Linked DNA regions of Ovis aries: region 2 is linked to region 1. The links are chromatin contacts, called in public Hi-C maps. All regions are on one chromosome and are shown on one strand. Each heading gives the region's core, a stretch centred on a gene start, on an enhancer-like site or on the middle of the called end of the contact. The rest is flanking DNA. Distances are from core to core; before and after follow the strand shown. Region 1 overlaps EXT2 (exostosin glycosyltransferase 2). Region 2 overlaps ALX4 (ALX homeobox 4).

What was found. A called contact is a pair of places that touch in the nucleus more often than the background predicts.
Region 2: a Hi-C map of liver shows a contact between it and region 1, with 5 times the contacts expected there. The contact joins two enhancer-like sites. A contact is called at or near these places in 2 of 16 Hi-C or Micro-C datasets (liver and mixed tissues).

What each region holds. Positions count from the first base shown.
Region 1 is chr15:73,150,268-73,155,020 of ARS-UI_Ramb_v3.0, forward strand. All of the region lies in intron 8 of EXT2 (exostosin glycosyltransferase 2), which reads left to right. Among named protein-coding and RNA genes, the nearest start is that of EXT2, 35 kb to the left of the region's middle. Within about 2 kb of position 2,939, at least 2 of the 54 cell types and tissues checked have an H3K27ac peak or open chromatin away from gene starts, as enhancers often do. A contact at or near this core is called in liver, where this site is marked.
Region 2 is chr15:73,295,532-73,300,284 of ARS-UI_Ramb_v3.0, forward strand. All of the region lies in intron 1 of ALX4 (ALX homeobox 4), which reads right to left. Among named protein-coding and RNA genes, the nearest start is that of ALX4, 29 kb to the right of the region's middle. Within about 2 kb of position 2,535, at least 1 of the 54 cell types and tissues checked has an H3K27ac peak or open chromatin away from gene starts, as enhancers often do. A contact at or near this core is called in liver, where this site is marked.

The sequences.
Region 1 (4,753 bases), core at 1,689-4,188:
ACATTCACGTCCCCAGTCTCCTTTAGAATCACAATGAAAAAGAGAGCAACCCAGAATATTGGAAGGCTGACTAGACACTGGACTGTATAGTTGGCAGTGTTTGTGTGGATAGGGAGGAAGGTGTAAATGGATCCTCAGTTTATCTGTTGAGTGGAGTTTCCAAACATTCTTTTATTGGTCAGTGGCTCCACCAGCAGTGACCTCTAACCTCAGCCACACTAGGAGGTGGAAGTCAGGAGCCTGCCTTGCCTTTGAACTCTTCTTTGTACTCAATTGACTGGGAGCCTTTGAGGTGGCAGAAACATTCAGCATCTTCTTTGCTCTCTCTCCTTGAACGCTTGGCCAAGTTAAAATATCAGTTTCTTTTCTATTACCCTGACCCATCTCAGCCTGCCTTCATATTTTTCCTGTTATACTAAGCATACCAATTATTTGTTCTCCGGAGGAGTATATGAAGATATAATGGGCTGATTAGGAGAAAGAACATGTCTTTTGAAGAATACGTGGTCCCCTCACCTGGCAGGACTGTTGTCAGGCCTGGCTGTGGTCGAGGAGAGAGCAGAAGAGACCGCAGAACAGTAAGTGTGTGTGTGTCCACCAGAGTTCATGCACTTTATTCAGCGGAGAGACCCCACAGGAGGCTGCTCTTTTATCTTACCTGTGATTTCAGCACATTGAACTGCCTGCTTTCCATAGACATGGTAGTTTCGAAGTTACATCTTTGAAGGACAGAAAGGCTGTAAGTGAGGGGCTGTGACATGGGGCATCTGCCAGTCAGGCATGAATAGAGAAGATGGAAAAGCTGTTTTAAAAATAGAACTTGGATGGAATGCTCTGTAAATAATAAATGCTGGAGAGGGTGTGGAGAGAAGGGAATCCTCTTGCACTGTTGGTGGGCATGTAAATCGGTATAGGCATTTTGAGAACAGTATGGGGGTTCCTTAAAAAATTAAAAATAGAGCTGCAATATGACCTTGCAGTCCCACTCCTGGTCATATATTTGGAGGGAAACTTGATCCAAAAGGAAGCATGTGCCCCAGTGTTCACTGTAGCACTGTTTACGATAGCAAAGACGACCTGAATGTCTGTCGACAGAGGAGTGGATAAAGATGTACATATATACAATGGAGTATTACTCAACCGTTACAAAGAATGAAATAATGCCATTTGCAGCAACATGGATTGACCTAGAGATTGTCATACTGAGTGACATAAGTCAGAGAAGGAGAAACAGCGAATGGCATCCCTTATATGTGGAGTCTAAAGAGAACTGGTACCAATGAGCTTATGAAACAGAGAAGGACCCGCAGACCTGGAGAGTAAACTTATGGTTGCCAAGATGAGACATGCGGGAAGGAAGAGTTGGAGAGTTTGGGATGGACCTGCACACTCTGCTGTGATTAGAATGGCTAGCCAAGGATGCCCAATGAGGACCTGCTGTATAGCAGGAACTCTGCTCAGTGTTGTGTGGTGGCCTGGATGGGAGGGGAGTTTAAGGGAGAATGGATGCATGTGTATGTATGGCTGGGTCCCTTCGCTATTCACCTAAAACTGTCATAACTTTGTGTGTTAATTGGCTATACCCCAATACAAAATAAAAAGTTAAAAAAAATGGAACTTGGGACTTCTTGGCACTCCAGTGGTTAACACTTCACCTTCCAGTGCAGGCTGTGTGGGTTTGATCCCCTCCCTGATTGAGGAGCTAAGGTCTCAGATGCCTCATGGCCAAAAATGCAGAACATAAACAGCAGAAGCACTATTGTAACAAATTCAATAAAGACTTAAAAAAAAAATGGTCCACATCAAAAAACAAAAAACTTAAAAAATGAAAACAGAACTCTCAGCACGCTGGATACATGGCAGACAGCAGAACATGCTTTTCGATATCCTGGGTGTGTCCTTGTAAGATGGTAGAATTCCTTGGTTCAAAGAAATATGTACGTGTTTGTTGGGCATGTTTTGGACTTCTGGCATCCGAGTGAGTCTTACCATCACTTTGATCGTTGACTATAGTTTCTGTTTTGTCACCTTGAAGCTGTTTCTGACGGAGCATCTTAAAATCGTGGAAATACAGAGACGGCTGTCCTTGAGAATGCCCTGCAATCTTTTCAGGGAAGGTTTACATTTCGCACATGTAAACGTGTTTTTAAAATACTGGCATTTCGCGTCAAGTATTTTTGAAAGTTTTCTATCTAAAATAATCTGCTTTTATTTTTTTTAAAGTGTTTTGTGATCTGCTTAAAGGTGTCAGCCCTCGGATGGCTAGAACCCCCAGTAACCTGGATGGATGCGTTCTCTGAGGGTCCCCTGCGCTTGACTGTTGTGTCCGTTGACAACTACATAGCAGTCTGTGTCCATTTCTCCCTCCCTCCCTGCCCCCAAATACACACGGTTTACAAAGCAAACTCTATAAACAGAGCAGAGAGACTAGGCAGTGAGAAGAGTGATCTGAATTTTTTTTAACATGAGCCGTGAAGCGACGTGAAGCTGTGAAGAGCCGTGAAGCGACGCTCCGGAGACCACACAATGCGTGAGGGACAGATGGGGAACATACTCTTTTTTGCTGCCCACAGCTTTATTCAAATCCTAGAGCTCTGTGGCCTGGATTGAGGTTGAATGTCAGGATGAGCTTCCCAGCAATTCAGGTTAACTGCTTATTGGATCGTCTCTCCTAAAAAGTGGTTGCCTGAGACACTGGAGACTGGACACGTCTCTGGAAATATGAAGAATGTGGAAAAGACTTCACTTCTAATTTCCAAGATTTGACACTGTAATGTCTGTCACTCTTCCCCGCCCCTCCCCCCTGAAAAAAACTTTAATATGCATAAAGTGAATTCTCAGGGCTTTGAAAAAATGCCGAGTATTCCCTTCCTCCCCCTGCTCTGTAGTCCCAACATGCCACTCCAAGCTCTGTTTGCCAATCTCTGCTTTCATACTCGCCCTTAAAAAAGCTACTGGCTCACTTACCCGTCAACGAAACACATTGACCTTGATCCTTGGCGTTCTCCTGGTGAAACAGACAACTGTGGTTCTGATACAAAGCCAGGCTCTTTGGCCAGTGGGAGAGCCTTGGGGAAGAGTGTGATTATGGGATATTTTGAGTTTCATAATTTTGTTTCAGTTTTGTTACTCTGTTGGAGTTTTCCTGAAGGTATAAATCCATATTGTGAAGGAGATCAGTCAACTTATGTTTAAAGCAGGATAAAATAAGGACTCATTTAATTGGAACTCTTAAGGAAGAGCATTTTTATGTGTTTAACTTTTTTTTTTTTTCAACTTTAGCATTAAGAACCTTATTGGAAAAAGACTTTTGCCAAGTATCTGATGGGAAGCCAAGAAAAGCATTTTAATAGAACGGTTTCAAATTTATAGTACACTAGGGCCTGTAAATAAATTTCCCTGTCTTTAAGGTTGGGGCTGATTTGCAGTTATTTTGTATAGCTTCTGAGATTTAAATCCTCACAGTCCAGATGGGGAGACCATAAAGCTGCTTTCCTTGGCAACCCTGGCATACATTGTCCACGGCGAGCTCTGTCTGTAAATGCTCACTTCCCGTACTGTGATGCCAGTTTTAATTGGTTTAGTGACTTTTCCTAGAGCAGCTCCCCCCACCCCAAGTATTCTCAAAATCTTGGAGAATTAAGAGTCCTTGATTTCATAATGCAGACTCGTCAAATAAGTATGTATTAAGTACCTGCTTTTTTGCTAGAATTGTATAGGTATATTAAAGGAGATTTTTACAAAGGGGGAGGGGAGGAACACAGATCCTGTCCTCAGGGTGCTAGGGAGAGCACTTTCAGTAACAGTGAATGAAGAGGCCAGAAGTGCTGTCCCTCAGTTGTAGTGCGGAATGGATCAGGAGGCGAAAGCAGGCTTCATGACTGGGTGGCCTCGAATAGGGCGAGAGGATGCTCTTGAGAGGTGCTGAACTCTGCCCAGAGGTTGGCTTCTGTGGGAAGACTCGGTAGGTCAGATGGAGCAGCCCGAGGGGGAACTTGAAATACCAGCAAGAGAGAACTTCCTAGGGAGCTGGAAGGACGGGAAAGGCAGTGGCAAGTGGAGAGTGATGAAAAAATGCGCGATGAAAGGGGAAAGCAGTATCAATTAAGGAGACTGAGGGGAAAAAAAAGAGCTGGAAGGAACCTTAGCAATTATTCAGCCCTTTCTTCGTATTTTATAAATGAGGTGGAAGTCCTAGTGTTCAAGTGATCTTGAGGATGAATTGTTAGGGCCAGAGCCTTGCCTCGCCTCGAACCCAGGTCTGCTGACTCCAGCTGATGGATTTTGGGTGGAAGGGGGACCTTGTGTACTACAGTATTTTTCAATTCAGGGAGTCTTGAGTGGCATTTTATTTTTTAAAAAATGAAGGATAATATAAAGGACATCAGGGTATTACCTAGCAAGGGTAAATTCTTTCCTGAAATCTTTTCTTTCATATGTATATGTGCAGTGAGTGTCAGTATTTAATGTATTTATATGTTTCTTGGTGTGGGTCCCAGTCCAGAAAGTTTGAGAGATGTTGATAGTGAGTGGCAAGCACATGGGCTTTTGAGTTGAGGAGACCTGAATTTGCATCCCAGGCTGGGCCTTCTGTCTGCCAGCTTTGTGAGCATGGGCAAGTCACTTTGCCAAGCGTCAATTTTCTTATCTCAGACCTGGGGATAATAGTCTGACTCTTTGTGAGCCCATGGACTAGAACCACCAGGCTCCTCTGTCCATGGAATTCTCCAGGTAAGAATACTGGAGTGGGTTG
Region 2 (4,753 bases), core at 1,285-3,784, 140 kb after region 1:
CTCCATGGGCCTTCCCCAAGGCAGCCCTGCAGACACCTGGAGATGGCTACCATGCCTCTGAGTGTTCCATCCTCCTGAATAAATATAGCTCTCGCTACTGTTCTGTAGGAGGCGTCAGGTTTAACAGGCCCGTGTGAGACAGGAGAACGCCAGGGATGGGATGGGTGGTGGTGCTGGGCCTGGGCAAAGCCAGCAGATCGCTCTCCAACTAGAGGATCCAGAGAGGCTCGGTAGAGACTTGTCACCGTGGCCCAAGACCTGGGCCTGGTCAGGACCCAGCTTGCTCCGTAAGGCCCTCCTCAAGACGGCTGCTGAAAACAGAGGGCCCAAGCCTCAGGCTGAATCACTCCTGAACAAAGGAAACCACTGACCTCCTTGCTCTCCCTCACTCCTCCTCTGTCCACCTGCCTAGAACGTCCCTTTTTTCCAGCTGACCTCCAAGGTCCAGTCAAGCGCCAGCTCCTCCAGGAAGCCTTGCCAGACTGCAGCAATCATACAGACCCCCTCCTTCTAGTTGCTGCCTATGTTTTAATCAAACCCTGAAGGTCCAGCTTCTCGTTAGAGAACCAGTTCCCTGAGGGCTGGAACCTTGGGCCATTTGTCCCTACTCAGCCCAGGATAGGGCCAGCAGGAGGTTACCAAGGAATCAATGGACAATACAAACGTTATCGAGCTCTCCCCCGATCCAGCTACCTCTGTGCACTCACTGCCAGTACCTATAGGGTACGTGCAGAGATGTCTGTTGAACAAACGCATCCTCGGAGACAATGGAGAAAGGTGGTGAGGATGCATGAAAGGGGCATGCAGGGAGTAGAGTCTCCATCAGAACTGACAGCTGAAACAGGAGGGGGAGGTGAGATAACTGAGGGACAAGAGGGGAAGATGGCAGACCGCAAGGAGGGCAGGAGGAAGGACAGGCAGACACAGACGACGTCTCCACACAGTGAGCAAGAGGACACGCTGGGGGAGGCCACAGGAGCGCCGAATGGGGGCTCTGGAATTGACATTTCCAGAAACCCGGTGCAGGATCCGCCAGGAACCGGCTCTGCATTTATTGTACTGCCACACCAGGAGACAGGAAAGGCCCCTGGAAACCCCCAGCTAACCCCTTTGCCGGGCGCGCCTTCTTGAGGCCACATGGCATCCGCTGCTGGTATGCAGCTGAACAATGACAGACCTCGCTAGGACCACCTGCCTGCCCAGCTGGCTTCCCCCCATCCTCCTCAGAGGAGCTCCTCCTCACGGTCTCTGGCCCCGCCCAGGGCGGGGAGGGACCCCTGGGCGGGCTTTGTCCCAGGCTTTGGGGGCCCAAGACAATGTCCTCACAAGCTGCAGCTTCCCCTGGAATGTCTTGATCTGGAAATACATCCCAGACTACCCAGAGGAATCATGTATTGTGCACAGAGCATCGAGAATCTGGAGTGCCTGCCCCCCGGGACGGATGCACACCCTTCAGACTCCCATGACCACTTCCGATGAGTGGGCGGCATTTGGTTCAAGGCTTATTCTTCATCCGGAGTCACAGACACCCTTGAGCCTGTTCTCCTCCTGGGGAGGAGGCCTCGCCTCTTCTGGGGGCCACCTGGTCTGTGCCGGACAGCCTTGGCTGTTGGCTTTTCAGAGATACAAGAAACGGGGGACCTTTCTTCATTCTCTTGCTTGTGTGCTTAGTCACTCAGTTGTGTCTGATTCTTCGCCCACCAGAGTCCTCTGTCCATGGAATTCCCTAGGCGAAAATACTGGAGTAGGTTGCCATTCCCTCCTCCAGGGATCTTCCCGACCCAAGGATCTAACCCAGGTCTCCTGCATTTCAGGCGGATTCTTTACTGTCCGAGCCACCAGGAAAGCCCCTTCATTCCCTTAGCTTCTATCTACTCATCCTGGTTGAACCCTAGGGTGTTGCTCCAACCTAGTCTAACCTTTTTTTTTTTTTTTTTTGACATGAAAGGCCTTGAAAGATTTCCAAAGTTCACCTTAATTTTTTTTTTCATGACTGTGATTTCAAGAGAATTATTTTTGTGACTGTGATTTAAGGAGAATGAGCTTCTGAAGCCATTTGGGGAGAGGATGCTGGAGCCCTCTCTGCGTGTATCCCTTTCGTGTGTACAGATGTGCGCCCTTGGGCATGTAGTACAAGCCTGCTGTTGTGAATGGGTGTGGGGAGCATATGTGTGGTTGCCTGCAGATAGGTCTGCAGAGCGTGCAGGCTTGTATGGTCAAGGGCAGGCACACCAGTGGGGCGTGTGTGCCAGTGGATGTGTGCTATTGTGTGTGTGTGTGAGTGAGCGTGAGCCTGCAGGCACCCATGGGTGGGTCTGAACATGAGTTGTGTGTGTGTGTGTGTGTGTGTGTGTAGTTGTGCATACGCTCTGACGTATGGAGCGTCTGTCTAAGGGGCTGGAGTAATTTTATCCTCCATGGTTTTGATTATATCTATTTTTCCTCCAAACATCTGCTTTATGGGGGACACACCGCTCGCCCTATTCTCGGGTGAGCCAGCCTCACATGCCCTGTGGCAGCGTGCACAGCGCCAATGCAATCTCCTTAAACAAAACAGGCCAGCGTGAGGCCCTTTCATGCTGTTTAAAGGGCACCAAGTAAACGCATCGCTGTCCAAACAGTTGTGCGGGGTGGGGGCAGAGGTTAAAGGTGAGCCATCGATCATGTCCCCAGCCCACCTTATCTGCCACTGGGCTCTGTCTGGAGTTCAGCTTGGATGGCCCGAGTTTTAGGCCCAGGCCTAATAAAATAAACCAAAGGGGGAGCTCGTGCTGGGGCGACCTTTCAGCAAACACACGTGGAGCATATCTGTGTGTACCGGGCTGAGATGGACTGTGTTCCTGTCCAGGAGGAACTGCCAGGTGGAAGAGGACAGGTAAGCCAGGGACTCAGCCAGCCACCCACAAGGCGATGTAGGCACTCCTGCCACCAACACACACCCACCCAAGGCCCAACTGTGCTTCTCCAAACAAGGAAAGTCTGAGAAATGGTCGCACATCACAGGAGGCTGAGACATGGGGGACTAAATGTGATGTGGTTTCCTGGACAGGGTCCTGGAAGAACAGTAAAAAGCACATTAGCGGGAAACCAGTGAATGGCAATAAAGCGTGGCACTTAGAGGATAGATGGGTAAACTATTTGAAAGGACATTTCACCCAAGAAGATATACATCTGGTGGTTCAGATGGTGAAGAATCCGCCTGCAATGCAGGAGACCCAGGTTCAATCCCTGACTTGGGAAGATCCCCTGGAGAAGGGAATGGCTACCCTATTCCCTTGCCTGGAGAATTTCCTGGACAGAGGAGCCTGGCGGGCTACAGTTCACAGGATCCCAAAGAGTCGGACAAGGCTGAGCAACTAACAAACATAATAACCAGCTCAATTATTACCTGTTAGAGATTATTTACTAGGGATATTCATGAGATATGGCTACATACCTACTGTGATGGAAATAAACAACTTGACGATACCAAGCAATATCAAGGAACTGAAGCGCGTGGAACTCGATTCCATCACTGGTGGGAAAACAGCGCAGCTGTCTTACACCATGAAACACACTCTCATGGCTGGAGCCAGAAATCCCACTGCTAGGCATTTGCCCTCAAGAGACAAACACTTCTTTTCATAGCAAACCTGTATGCAAATATTTATAGTGGCTTTGTTCACAATTGCCTCAAACTGGAAACAGCCCAAATGTCCTTTAAACCATGGAACAGCCACGCAATGGGCTACTACTCAGAGATAAAAAGAGCAAACTAGTGATGTCAACTATGGCGTGGATGACTCTCAAAGACAGCATCACTGTCTGTAAAAGAGGCCAGTCTCCAGATGCATACGGTGCCTGACTCCACTTATTTATTGCATGCCATTCTGGGAAAGGTAACCAACTCAGTGGACGTGAATTTGAGCAAACTCCAGGAGACAGCGGAGGACCCAGGAGCCTGACGGTCCATGAGGTCATGAAGAGTCAGACACGGCTTAGCAACTGGAGAATAAATGGTACCAGGACAGAGGACGGATCCCAGACGGCCTGGGGCTGAGGGCTGGGGTGGCTTTAACCCCAAAGGGCTGGCGTGTGGAATTATCGGAGCTTGTATCCCAGGTGTGATTTTGAGTACTCGGGTCTGTACAGGAACGTGTTCAAATTCATAGAATCACGCTCCCTCCTCAGTTTAAATTTTTCAGCATGCTATTTTAAAAATAAAAAATAGGCAAAGTACAGGGCTTCCCTGGTGGCTCAGGGGTAAAGAATCTGCCTGCCAGTGCAGGGGACGCAGGTTCGATCCCTGGTCTGGGAAGACCCCACATGCTGTGGAGCAGCTAAGCCCATCTGTCTGTCTGCCAGTTGCTCAGTCGTGTTCGACTCTCTGCAACCCCGTGAACTGCAGCCCACCAGGCTCCTCGGCCCATGGGCTTTTCCAGGCAAGGATACTGGAGTGGATTGCCAAACTGCAACGTGACTATCGAGCCTGTGCTCCAGAGCCTGGGAACCTCAAACGCTGAGCCCACGTGCGGCAAGTACTGAAGCCAAGGTGCCCTGGAGCCTGGACTCCACCACCAGAGGGGCCACCACAACGAGAAGCCCGTACACCGCAAGGCTTACATTCAGACCTCACCAGTTTCTCTGCCCTCAGACTCACCACGCTCCACTACAACCAGAGACAGTGTCTAAGACACACTCTCCTGGTCTAGGCCACCCTCTCCAAAGGCCTTCGCTGGTTCCCAGAGCTCTCGCTGTTGCTGTTCAGTTGCTA